3 separate regions of the Zea mays genome follow, and regions 1 and 3 are each linked to region 2. A link is a contact called in public Hi-C data. All regions are on one chromosome and are shown on one strand. The core of a region is the stretch at or near the end of the contact, and the rest is flanking DNA. Distances in the headings are between cores, read along the strand shown.

Region 1 (3,628 bases), core at 593-3,092, 920 kb before region 2:
GCGCAGTGACGGGGTCATGGCGGGCAGGCTCGCGACGCCGACGCCGGCGACGGCCACGGAGAGCAGGGAGGCGCGGCTGATGCGTTACCGCGAGAAACGGAAAAACCGGCGGTTCGAGAAGACGATCCGCTATGCGTCCCGGAAGGCCTACGCGGAGTCGCGGCCGCGCATCAAGGGCCGCTTCGCCAAGCGCGCGGATGACAACGACGCCGACGCCGACCTCGACGAGGCTGCCGCGCCGGCTCCGCCGGCGCGGTCGCAGCCGCAGCCGCAGCCGCAGCCATCGTACCGCTACGTGCTCGACTTCGCCGCCGGCTACGGCGTCGTGCCCACATTCTGATGACGCGTGCCGTGTGAGTGTTGCCGCGCGCGTCGCGTGCCCCATGTTTTCACGGATTGGGCCGGCGCGCGTGCGAGCCATGCTGCATGCGCGCCTACGTGTTTGCTGGAGCGGCGAGCTCCTAGTTGGCGATCACATGCCGTTTTGGGCTAGCCATGGTTAAATTAGCAGGCTAGCGTGTACTGCTGCTGCGTTTGTTTGCTGGGGCGACCAGTTCTACTAATAGTACGTAGTACCGTGTAATTTTGGGTCAGGAAGAGATGCTTAGCATCTGTTTCGATTGATCGATGTAGTATTATGCTATAATTGGAAAGGCCTCTCGATCTATTTGCAAGTTGCGTGCATGTGCTTAATCCACTCCCACTTTGGAGAGTATCGAGGCTCCGTACGGCAGTCGGCAGATTTAGCCCCTAGCTGGCACGCAGTTCAACCTATGATCCTAGCGTTCGTTTGAAATGCTGGCGCACGTATCGGTTTATGTATGCGAATGGTTCGAATGCTGGCGCACGTTAGTTTTTTTTTACACGCGGTTTGCAGGAGATCTGCCGATCGAACTTGTATGGGAAGGTTAGGGAGAAAGATTTAGCTGATGCAAATTGATGTTTCATGAGAATGATAAGGATACGTATGTATGCAGTATGCTTGTTTCCATCCTGCGTACCATGGGTGTCCATATTGAATTATTGATACGTCCATGCTTCAGACGTGGATCTTATGCGTCGAACCTTGTATCAACCAAATGATAGTTCTTAGTCATCAAGGAGACTTTCGAGGCATCTAGAATGAGGGTGGATATCCAAAGTGTTTTAAGAAATATAATACCTATATATAATATATTATCAAGCACATTATTATAAATAAGAACAAAATTTTGTATAAATCGTTTTATGTATTATTTACTCCTTACAATAAAAGAGTGAAAAATAACCAAATCTTTATCTTGATCCGAATTCTATATCTATCATTTGAGAAAATATATGATAAATTTGAAGTTTATGGTAAAAACAAGAATGTGAATATCCTATTTATTCACAATCTATAATAATAATGATGATGATAATATTCAAATAAGTATATGTTTTCATCCCTGCCGGGCACCCTCCATCCCAATCCTAACATTCTATTTGATACAAGGGTTAATTCGGTTCATTGTTTATAAAAATAGAGTTTAGCTACATGTGTTAATTGTTTATAGATGTGAATATACAATTATACATGTATACCTATGAACAGTGTAGCTGAAAAAAGTACGGCGTACCCTGGGAGGCTGGGAGGATACGTTTTAACGAGACAATTAGTTTCAGTTTTCTGGGCATAGGCATGCTGACGGGATTAAGAGAAGGCAGCTTTCGGGCCCATTCCAGGCCCAGGCAAAATTCTAGGGATCGGTCAGTCACTGACTTCACTCCCTGTCTTTTCTCCCGACATTCACCCCGAGTGCGCGCGCGCTCTCTTCCCTCGCTCGCCCGCTCGTTCGCGACGGCAACTAGGCGATCAACCTCGCCGCCCGCCGCCCTAATTTACGTGCCCAGGTCTTCGTCCGTCCCCTCTCTAGGACTTCGCCGATCCTTTCTCAGGCGACGGGAGCCAACCAGGTATGTGCACCCCGTCTCGCCCCTTCCTGGAGTGAGAAACCGGGCACCCGAACCCTAACTTAAGATATTTGGATACTCACATTCGAATCTGATCTAGTTAAAACTGTATGCGTCTATTATTGCTACTACATTCGATTTTCCTGCTATAATTATTAGAGTGTCTCCACCCTGTGGATCGTGGTTGAGGAAGACGATCACTGTGCGCTGCTACCTCATACAGCTACGTTATTGTGGTATGCTACTGTAATATATGCTTGTAAGGGACTAGTCAATTATTTCACCGAGTAGGTAAGGGCTTCTATGCTTTTAATGCTCGTGGGTAGTGTGAAATGGTCTAGTAAGAATCTCTGGTCTTACTGCAGAGGTCAGGTCAAATCTAGCTGTGATATGTGATTTGCATAATTTGGACCAAGAGCAGTTATTCGAGTGAAAAAAAAACAAAATCAGCTTGGAGTGGAAATGTATCCCAATGCACTGGTCTATGCCATAAATGCTAATAAGTTTGTTGATTTGGTAAATGCATATGGTGTGGTTGAGTGGTTCTGTGACAATGTACAGTGTTTACTTTTAATTTCCCTCAGGCGTCATTTCTATGCTTTAGTTTATGGATTTGATGGTTATATTGCTTTGATATTTGTCTGCTTTAATTTCCCTGGTTAGTCAAGATTCATTGATGATCCACCTATGTTAATGCTGATGTGCAGGAAGTATGCTTATTTTTTTACATCTTTTTTTTCTCTGTTGCTCATATTGCTGCACTTTGCTGCTGAATCTATCCCTCTTCCCATGTTTTATTAGTGACGTTTACTTGACTGTGATTTGTGAAGCTTGATTTAATCACACAAGATGCTTTCAGAGTCTTATTTCATGCAGTTGTTTCCCAATTTGTCAGGTTCACCTGTAGTTAATTTTGTAAATTATTGTTATATCTGTAGCTGCCCCAATGGAAGTTGAGCTGCCAAACATCCATAAAGTGAGTAGCAATTTCCTCTTCTATGTTGTACCCTTGTAGGGTGCACTGATTATTAATTTAAGCTTTTCAGCTCTGGTTATCCCCATTTTGTACTCTACATTCTAGATTATAAGTCGTTATAGCTTTTCTTGGTAGATAGCTTTTGCCATGTATTTAGACATAGCATATATCTAGATGCATAGCAAAATCTATGTACTTAGAAAAGCCAAAACGACTCATATTGTAGAATGGAGGGAGTGGTATTTTGACAAGTTAACATATGATACATGTTAATGTGTAGGCTACTTCGAGTGACCATTGGAGTTTAACCAGCAGCCAATACCCGTCTGGTAAATTTCCTAAGGTCTCAGTGGGTATCATGATTCCGAAGGCAGGTAGTATACCAAGAGCCAGAGGTGGAGATGCTACCCCAACTCCTACATTTGACAGGAACTTGTCTCAAGGAACTGATGGTTTATCTAGACCAAAAGGTGATAATACTTCACTTCGTGTTTCACAAGAAGCTCTGAACCATGATGTATCCACTGAAGGGGCTCCTAAAGCTGATCCTGTTACGAAGGTCTCTGTATCACAACCTGATGACAATACATGTGAGCAAACAGGAACCTTTTCCTTTGGAACAAGAAGAGAACAAGGCATCAGCGTTGAAAAATTGGAGACACCTGAGTTTTTAAGTTCCCAAAGAAAACGGAACACGGAGTCTGCAGATAAAGCCAAACC
Region 2 (3,894 bases), core at 790-3,289:
TTCTCTGGAGGGACCTTTCTTCCTTTAAGACTAGAAGTTGGCGTGTGCTTTATGCATGACCGCGTGCCGAATGGATGCTTCTAGTAGTTCTGCATCAGAAGCTCATTCTGAGCCTTAGCACCAAGCAACATGTTGACGAGGTCACATTATTTGTGTACTTGTTGCTACAGTACTGCTGTTGGAGCACCATATTGGAGGGGTAGAAGGTTTGGAGAGTTTTCTCGATCATCTCTAAGTCTATGGCTATCTGGCCACAGAAATGTAGCTGAGCGACAATGCGATGGATGACAGTGTTGTAAGCCTCAACTGCATTGAAGTCGAGAGTGGCCCATTCATGTTGCGCCCGCGGGAGCATCACATGCTTCTCCACACTGAAACACTCACATAGCTCTGTCCACAATATCATATGGTCTTTCACCTCTGGATACTCCATCTTCAGGCCTGGATGGATGTGGTGCCCGACGAAGATCGTAATTTTTGCTTTCTCATGAAGTTTCAGGCAAGTGTCATTCGGGCCCTACCAGAAGATCTCCTTTCCTAGCTATATCGCCTCTAGGTGAAACTTGCAGTCGTTAGTCTAGGTCGGTTAGTTCTTGCCATTGAGGACAAGCTCCACGAATCAATTCTGTTGTCTTCAACCATAGTCCGTCACACAAAATTAACTTTAGGTTAATTAGGCGTGCTAATTATCAATAATAGAAATTTAAATAGATAAATTGCATGACCCACGGGAGCCGGTCCAGGGCGTGCTGACGAGGCGTGGCTGAAGCATATGCCGACGAGCTGCGCCCCAGCTGGCCGAGCAAGCGCGACCCAGTGCGGGGTGGCGCCGTGGGCTGACGCAGCGTGAACCATCTCAGCTCGAGATGGCGTGACCAGCAGCAGGGCATGGGTGCGTGGGTCAGTGTGACATCAAGGCGCAGAGTTGGGGGCGCCGACATAGTGTACGACTAGAAGCCGGCATGACCGATCTATTCATGAACGCAACGTGTGGGCCACCGGTGGGGTGGGTGTGTAGTGCACGCGACTGGCGCACGAGCCTCGCCATCGGGGTGATTCGTACGACCCGCGGTTAGTAGGACATCGATGGCTTTTTAAGTAAAAGTAATAGATTGGATATATTAAGCAGGTCAAATCATCAGGATTTAACATGCTAGTGTATACATAAATCAATCTACAATATGTATCTGACAGTAAGAAATCACTCTACAATATGTATCTGACCGCGAGAAAACAATCTAGTTTGAACAAAATCTACTAAACAATTGTCTAGAGCGGTCAAAAACGACATACCGTGCTTCTTTATTCAGCGAACGGAAACGAAGCCTATCATGTAAGACAATTAGGCAAGGCGGGAGGACTTGCTGTGGTGCAATTTCCAAATTCAGACCTTGAACCCTCTCCTCAGCAATGGAGGGCTTATTCTCTTTTTGTCGAGGCAGAAGCACAAAAAACTATTTCCTTGTTATATAGAAGACTAGAGCTTCTCGTTTGATATTAGCCCACATAAGATTTTTTGATAGTATAAGGCCATCTCCAACTGATCCCCTATTGTATCCTCTATTTTATTCCTATATTAAACGCAACTCTGTAAATAATATCATCTAAAATTCTGTGTTACCTATTTTATTGGATAAGTGAGTCTAATATTTTGATCCAAACAGCGCTTAATCTCTTCCCTTGCTGTAAGTTCTCGACAGATTTAGCTGGGTTAAAATTCAGACTCAAAGACATATAAATTGATGGGCTGGTGTTATTTCCACGTGGGGGTGGACCCCTCACGGGCCGGGCCGCATTCTTGGCCAACCATGGGCTATCCGCAACATTGCAGACTCCGGAATCCGGATTGGCCGAATGGGCCCGGCAGCCGAAAATGAAAAAGGAAAGGATCGACCCTCTAGCGCGATCGATCCCCGTGCGCTGGGGCCCAAATTAGGAGAACCTCAGTACCCCACGTGATCCACGGTCCGCCCGCCGCGCAAGCTGGGCCACGGGCTCGCGGGCGGGCATGCGCCGGTTCCGCGAGCGACCACCCCGCCATCCGCGGAGCCTGCCCTGCGCTGCCCACCGCTCCTCCGCCTACTCCGGCCTCAGCTAATAACGATGGGTGGTGGGAGCCGAGCCCTTTCCCTCTCCTCCCTCTGCGCCACCACCCTCGCCGCCGCCAAGCCCCCACAGCACCCCGTCCCCTTCGCCCCGGCTCACCGCGCGCTCCCCCACCGCCTCGCCGCCGCCATGTCCTCCTCTTCCTCCCCGACCCCCGCCGCATCGGTGGACGCCGGTGCCCCGGCCCCTTCGGCGTCCAACGCCATCGACTTCCTCACGCTCTGCTACCGCCTCAAGGTGAGCGACTGAGCGCCCCTGTTTAGTCGCTTCGCATTTCCACGGGCCGGCTTGGTTGAGATGGATGGAAATGTGACGCGATGGATGAGATTGTGGATGTAATTGCAGACGACCAAGAGGGCGGGGTGGGTGAAGCGCGGGGTGCAGGCGCCCGAGTCGGTGGCCGACCACATGTACCGGATGGGCGTCATGGCGCTCGTCGCGGCCGATCTACCCGGCGTCAACCGCGACAGGTGATCCTGACAGTTTCGCTCTCAAGTCTAGCTCGGCAGTATTTAGCCTTCTTACGGTTCCGTTTTCATACACTGTTTATTTATCCCTTCAATTACAGGTGTGTCAAGATGGCGATTGTGCACGACATTGCAGAAGGTATGGTCTCAAAAGACTTCCGTCTAGACGGCTTCACTGAAGTTTTGGGGCTTTGTGTGAGATGAGGGATGCAATTTTGTGAATATGCGAGCCTATTACTACCTGAGATGTTGGTAGATGGTAACTAGACCACTGGACTGGAGACCTGTAGTAGGAATGTAGGATGTGTGTTCAAGTACTTGTGCCAATTAGTTGGTTCTTTGACCTCTGCTAGCCAAAGTGTAAAACTTTAAACTATGTGCACATTTTCCTATTTTCATTCAGAAGCATGCTCAGCTTAGAAATGAACACATGATTTTGCCCTCCGCTCATATGGACTCTTGCTGCTGTTCCTAAGCCAGCTTGCCTGTTTCTGGAACTAACTGCCTATGAGGATGTGGGTTCAGTTGACTCATTTCAATTGTTTTTTCTTTTGGTACTCCAGCAATTGTTGGTGACATCACCCCTTCTGATAATGTACCCAAGGAAGAGAAGAACCGCAGGGAGAAAGAAGCATTGGACCATATGTGCGAGCTGCTTGGTGGTGGTTCAAGAGGTGAATACTGAAACTTGCAATTGTGATACATTAGCATTTTATGCTGTAGTTAATTAGGCATCTTATGCCTCAAATTGTCTTTTCATGATTTAGTTATATATGAAATGAATGTGGTGCTATTGCACACTGGCATCATCTTTCTAGATTACTCAATAGTCTAGACTTAATGATCCCATTATGTGTGCATAGTACCATAGTTTCAAGGAAAAAAGAACAATATGTGGATGCCAATGAATTTTGTGAATACAATACTATAGTACTTGCAGGTCATATACATATTTTATTTTACCCTTGAAAAGCTATTCATCTGTTATTATTATTTCTTAGATGGTCATTTTTCCATCCGATACTTTTCACTTCCATCAGGGAAGCAGATCATAACCTGGCAATTATTTTGTAGAAATCCAGCGGGCAGCTTTTGTTCTTATTTTTTGATACATAGTTTAAATAAGTATTGGATAATTCTTAGAGTATTCACATCCCTTAGTTAGGTGTCAAGGAAACTCTTGGTAACTTAAAATCACTCAGATTATTTCCAGAGAAACTGTTATTTATACTTCTCTTTTTCTTTTTATAAGGTGTATTAGTGTTTGAGAATTTCATTCAAAGATATGCTTTATCCAATAATTTCCCTTGCAATATATGAA
Region 3 (3,378 bases), core at 760-3,259, 780 kb before region 2:
TAACCACTTCTATATGTCACAGGATGAAGCAATAGACCATATAAATTGATAATAATTGCACATCACTAACTATAGCAGTTTAACCAATGCTGTCAGTTTTGATCACGCAGACTGCCAAAATGCTACCAAATAAGTGCATTATCGTTTGTATGGTGTACAATAGTAAATGTGACCAAATTCATAACAAAAGTGGCAATATATACTCACCCATGAGAATCTGCCCTCCCTGAACCTGCTGTTTGCTCCTGCTAGATGAGAATCCAGTGGGTTGAGCTTCAGCAGCCTTGGAGCAGCAATTCGGTTCCCCATTCTCCCACTAAACCCGGTCTTCTCCTTTCCATCTTTGTCAATGAAGATGGTGCATATAAGAATCAGGTATGTATCTGTTGTCCCAAGAATCCACTTCCCATCATATGTCACGTCGACATGGGTAATGGGTGAACCCAACCCAGGAAAGGCTGTCTTTGCCATCCTCATAGAACTCTTAGAATACAAGCGGATCTTCCCATCCAATGATCCAACAACAATCGAACCATCACCAGTTGAAGCGAAGCACTGGAAGTTTGTCCCCCGGGAAAACTGATGCCCCTGAGTCCATTGCAATACTGGCGACTCAGTTGCACTTGCCAAGTTCTGTACAATGCCCCTGCGATCTCTCATATCCCACCGGCACAACCGGTTGTCATCCAGTCCCAAGAAGGTGGATTCGGATGGATCCAACTGGGCACCTTTGCTATCATTCGTGATATCCCTCATGTTAATATCCGCTCCATCCTTCTCAAACTTCCATTCTGAAACCACCTTCCCCGTCTCGATATCAAATTGATGCACCCCCTTGGCATGTGGCTTTCCATCAGTGGCTGGGCTCATCAGGAGCATGTTAGTCTCGGCCCGCATAAGAAGAGCCTTTTTCGGTGTCGAGAAGTTTGTGCTCCCTCCAGAAAACTTCACGGACATGCCCTTGCCGTGTATCCCATGCTCGAAATTCCTCACGACCTCAATGCCTTTGTCTCCAACGAGGAAACTGTTATCCAGTGCGCCAAGCGCAAGACTGTTAATTCCGCTGCCTTCCTCAACAGGCTCCTCAAACTCGCGCAGATCCTCTAACAAAGGCTTCAGTACTGGTGTCCGCGGGGGCATCGGGCTGCCCTTGGGACCCGGAGAGAAGAAGCCGTCGGTGGCGTCCTCCCATATCGACTCGTCGCCGTCCTCCGGGCGCGCCCACGCCGCGAAGTCCTTCCCAAACACCTTGGCGCGGCCCTCGTCCGTGGCGGCGACGCCGTAGCTGTTCTCAAACATACAGCTGTGGTACTTCGCGCAGAAGTCACCGAAGCCGTCAGCGTGGCGGAACTTAAGCGCCCATACGCCGTCGGCGACGAAATCCACCCGACGCTGCGCGGGGAAGGTCTTGAGCTGCAGCTCGGGCCCGACCCTGGCCTGGATCTTCGAGCCCACGACGAGGCACCACGGCCCGCCGGCGGGCGCGTCGTCGTCCTCGTCGTCGCCGGTGCGTACGAAGGAGGCGGCGGCGAGGCTGTCGGAGACGATCCACTTGGCGGAGGGGGAGGAGCCGCCGATGTGGAGGTATAGCTTGACGGCGTTGAGCGCGGCGGGGTTGGCGCTGAGGGTGAGCCCGGGGCTAGGGTTCGGGGAGATGGGCTCGTTGTACTTGAGGTGGAGCTGGCGGAGGTGGCGGTCGATGGCGTCGATGGAGGCGGGCGTGGCCGCCGCCCCTGCGCCGCTGGCCAACTTGGAGGAGGCAGATGCCGGGGTAGGCGTGCCGTAGTCGGAGGAATTGTCGGAGGCCCGGGACTCGGCGTCGTCGGAGTCGGAATCGGATAGGTCGAGGTCCTCGCGGCTGTGCGAGCCCCCCATGGCGGCGGAGGCTGATAGGGTTTCGGCGAGGAGGTGAGATTGGGGGAGGGGAGGAGGAGCGTGCGGGAATTTGAATTTGGGAGAGGTGATGGGAGAAATGGGGCCCTTTGGCCGTTTTGCGCTGCGACTGCAGTCTGCAGGTTGGGGACTAGTGGGAGAGATCTGGGAAATGAATAGAATAGGAGACGAACGGCCGTTGCACACTTCACTGATTCAAAATTTTCAAATTGAAGATCCATAGCACTAGCACCGTCACTGACTCTTACTCGCACCAACTGTTCCATGGTCTGAACTCAGAGGCAAGAGATTACTTTTTTTTCTAAAAAACAGCTATTTCTTCTTATTAAACTGATGCAGCCTCCTCGCTATACATTGCGTCACGTCACCAAAAAAAATCATCGCCGTACACATGTCTCTTACCGCTTCATCTCCTGTGCTGTCCTAGATTGTATTAAAGAGGGGGGATCTTGACCACGTCTTTGTTGCCGCTTGCACGTCTTCTTGACGGTATCATAGCAGGAGGTGACGACGCTGTCGAGGACGACAGCGGCAGCGCAGCTGCTTCCATTGGCCTCTGCTTCGTCTGACTGTCGCTTTCTAAGGTAAAGAGATCTGTTGTCTTCATTTTTTTCCTTTTTTGTTGCTTACTGTAGCTTCCATGCGTGATTCATTCATTTCTCTGATTTTTACTTTGCAAAAACTCAATGTTAGTACAGCTATAACTTTTAGTTTCGCGTTGTACTAACCATCTACAACAGCAAGCATGCATGCTTTTTCTCCTTTTTTTCTAAAATATTTCAAACTCTATGTGTTTTTTTTCTAAAATATTGCAAAATCTAAGACAGTTTACTATCCACATACCTTAGCCTTTTGCTGCCCCAACCGAGAACCCCCATCCATTCGTCCGTACACTTCCAGTAAATATGTTTCTTTCATATTTGTGTATGCTGAATCCTACCTTTTTAGATGACGTTTTCTCTCATACAAAATGAGATTGAGATATAATATTTCCAAAGGGAAGGGAGATTTTTTTACCGCTAAAAAAGGTGAGTCTATGGTACAATATATTCATAGAAGGAAAGAGTTATTACTAACCTTTCTTCCTTTGGTCACCTGCAGGAGATACTCCATTTTTTATATAATTACGGATTAACTACTCTATTTTATCTTATTGGATTGGCTTCTGAAGGCATTTCTAATTCATGTTTAAAATACTATGGGCAAGAAACTTTTCTAAGTCTTTAATGTGTGTTTCCATGCTCCCTGCTCACTTAAAAGGATACTGTATGATTTTATATTGCAAATGGTCCTTTAAAAGCTATGTTAAAATGGATATTGCATAAAAGTTGAAAGTCCTTAATTGCTATAGTTACATTGCTATATCAGTCCAGTGTTTTGGCTTAATATCCACCTCTATCATTGCATCTATTTGGACTTGCATTCTAATTTTTTGATCTCTTTTTTATGCTCTATCTTTTCATATGTAGTTGTTTGTACTTTGGG

Evidence for each region. Hi-C and Micro-C count contacts between places; a contact is called where the count stands out from the background.
Region 1: a contact with region 2 is called in a Hi-C map of bundle sheath, with 2.9 times the contacts expected there. The contact joins the promoter of dsy2 here to the promoter of LOC100281836 in region 2. A contact is called at or near these places in 2 of 25 Hi-C or Micro-C datasets (bundle sheath and leaf).
Region 3: a Hi-C map of ear shows a contact between it and region 2, with 4 times the contacts expected there. The contact joins the promoter of LOC103626704 here to the promoter of LOC100281836 in region 2. A contact is called at or near these places in 2 of 25 Hi-C or Micro-C datasets (ear and tassel).

Annotation. Positions count from the first base shown.
Region 1 is chr5:91,733,346-91,736,973 of Zm-B73-REFERENCE-NAM-5.0, forward strand. dsy2 (desynaptic2) reads left to right here and starts at 1,843. Exons shown (of 13, transcript NM_001319706.1): 1 at 1,843-1,935; 2 at 2,828-2,908; 3 at 3,189-3,628. The coding sequence starts at 2,879. LOC103626702 (zinc finger protein CONSTANS-LIKE 3) reads left to right here. Exons shown (of 3, transcript XM_008647090.2): 3 at 1-674. The coding sequence ends at 340.
Region 2 is chr5:92,657,443-92,661,336 of Zm-B73-REFERENCE-NAM-5.0, forward strand. LOC100281836 reads left to right here and starts at 2,040. Exons shown (of 8, transcript NM_001154756.2): 1 at 2,040-2,343; 2 at 2,452-2,576; 3 at 2,675-2,712; 4 at 3,137-3,247. The coding sequence starts at 2,104.
Region 3 is chr5:91,878,743-91,882,120 of Zm-B73-REFERENCE-NAM-5.0, forward strand. It overlaps LOC103626704 (protein CYPRO4-like), which reads right to left and starts at 2,010. Exons shown (of 2, transcript NM_001346849.1): 1 at 208-2,010. The coding sequence starts at 1,875.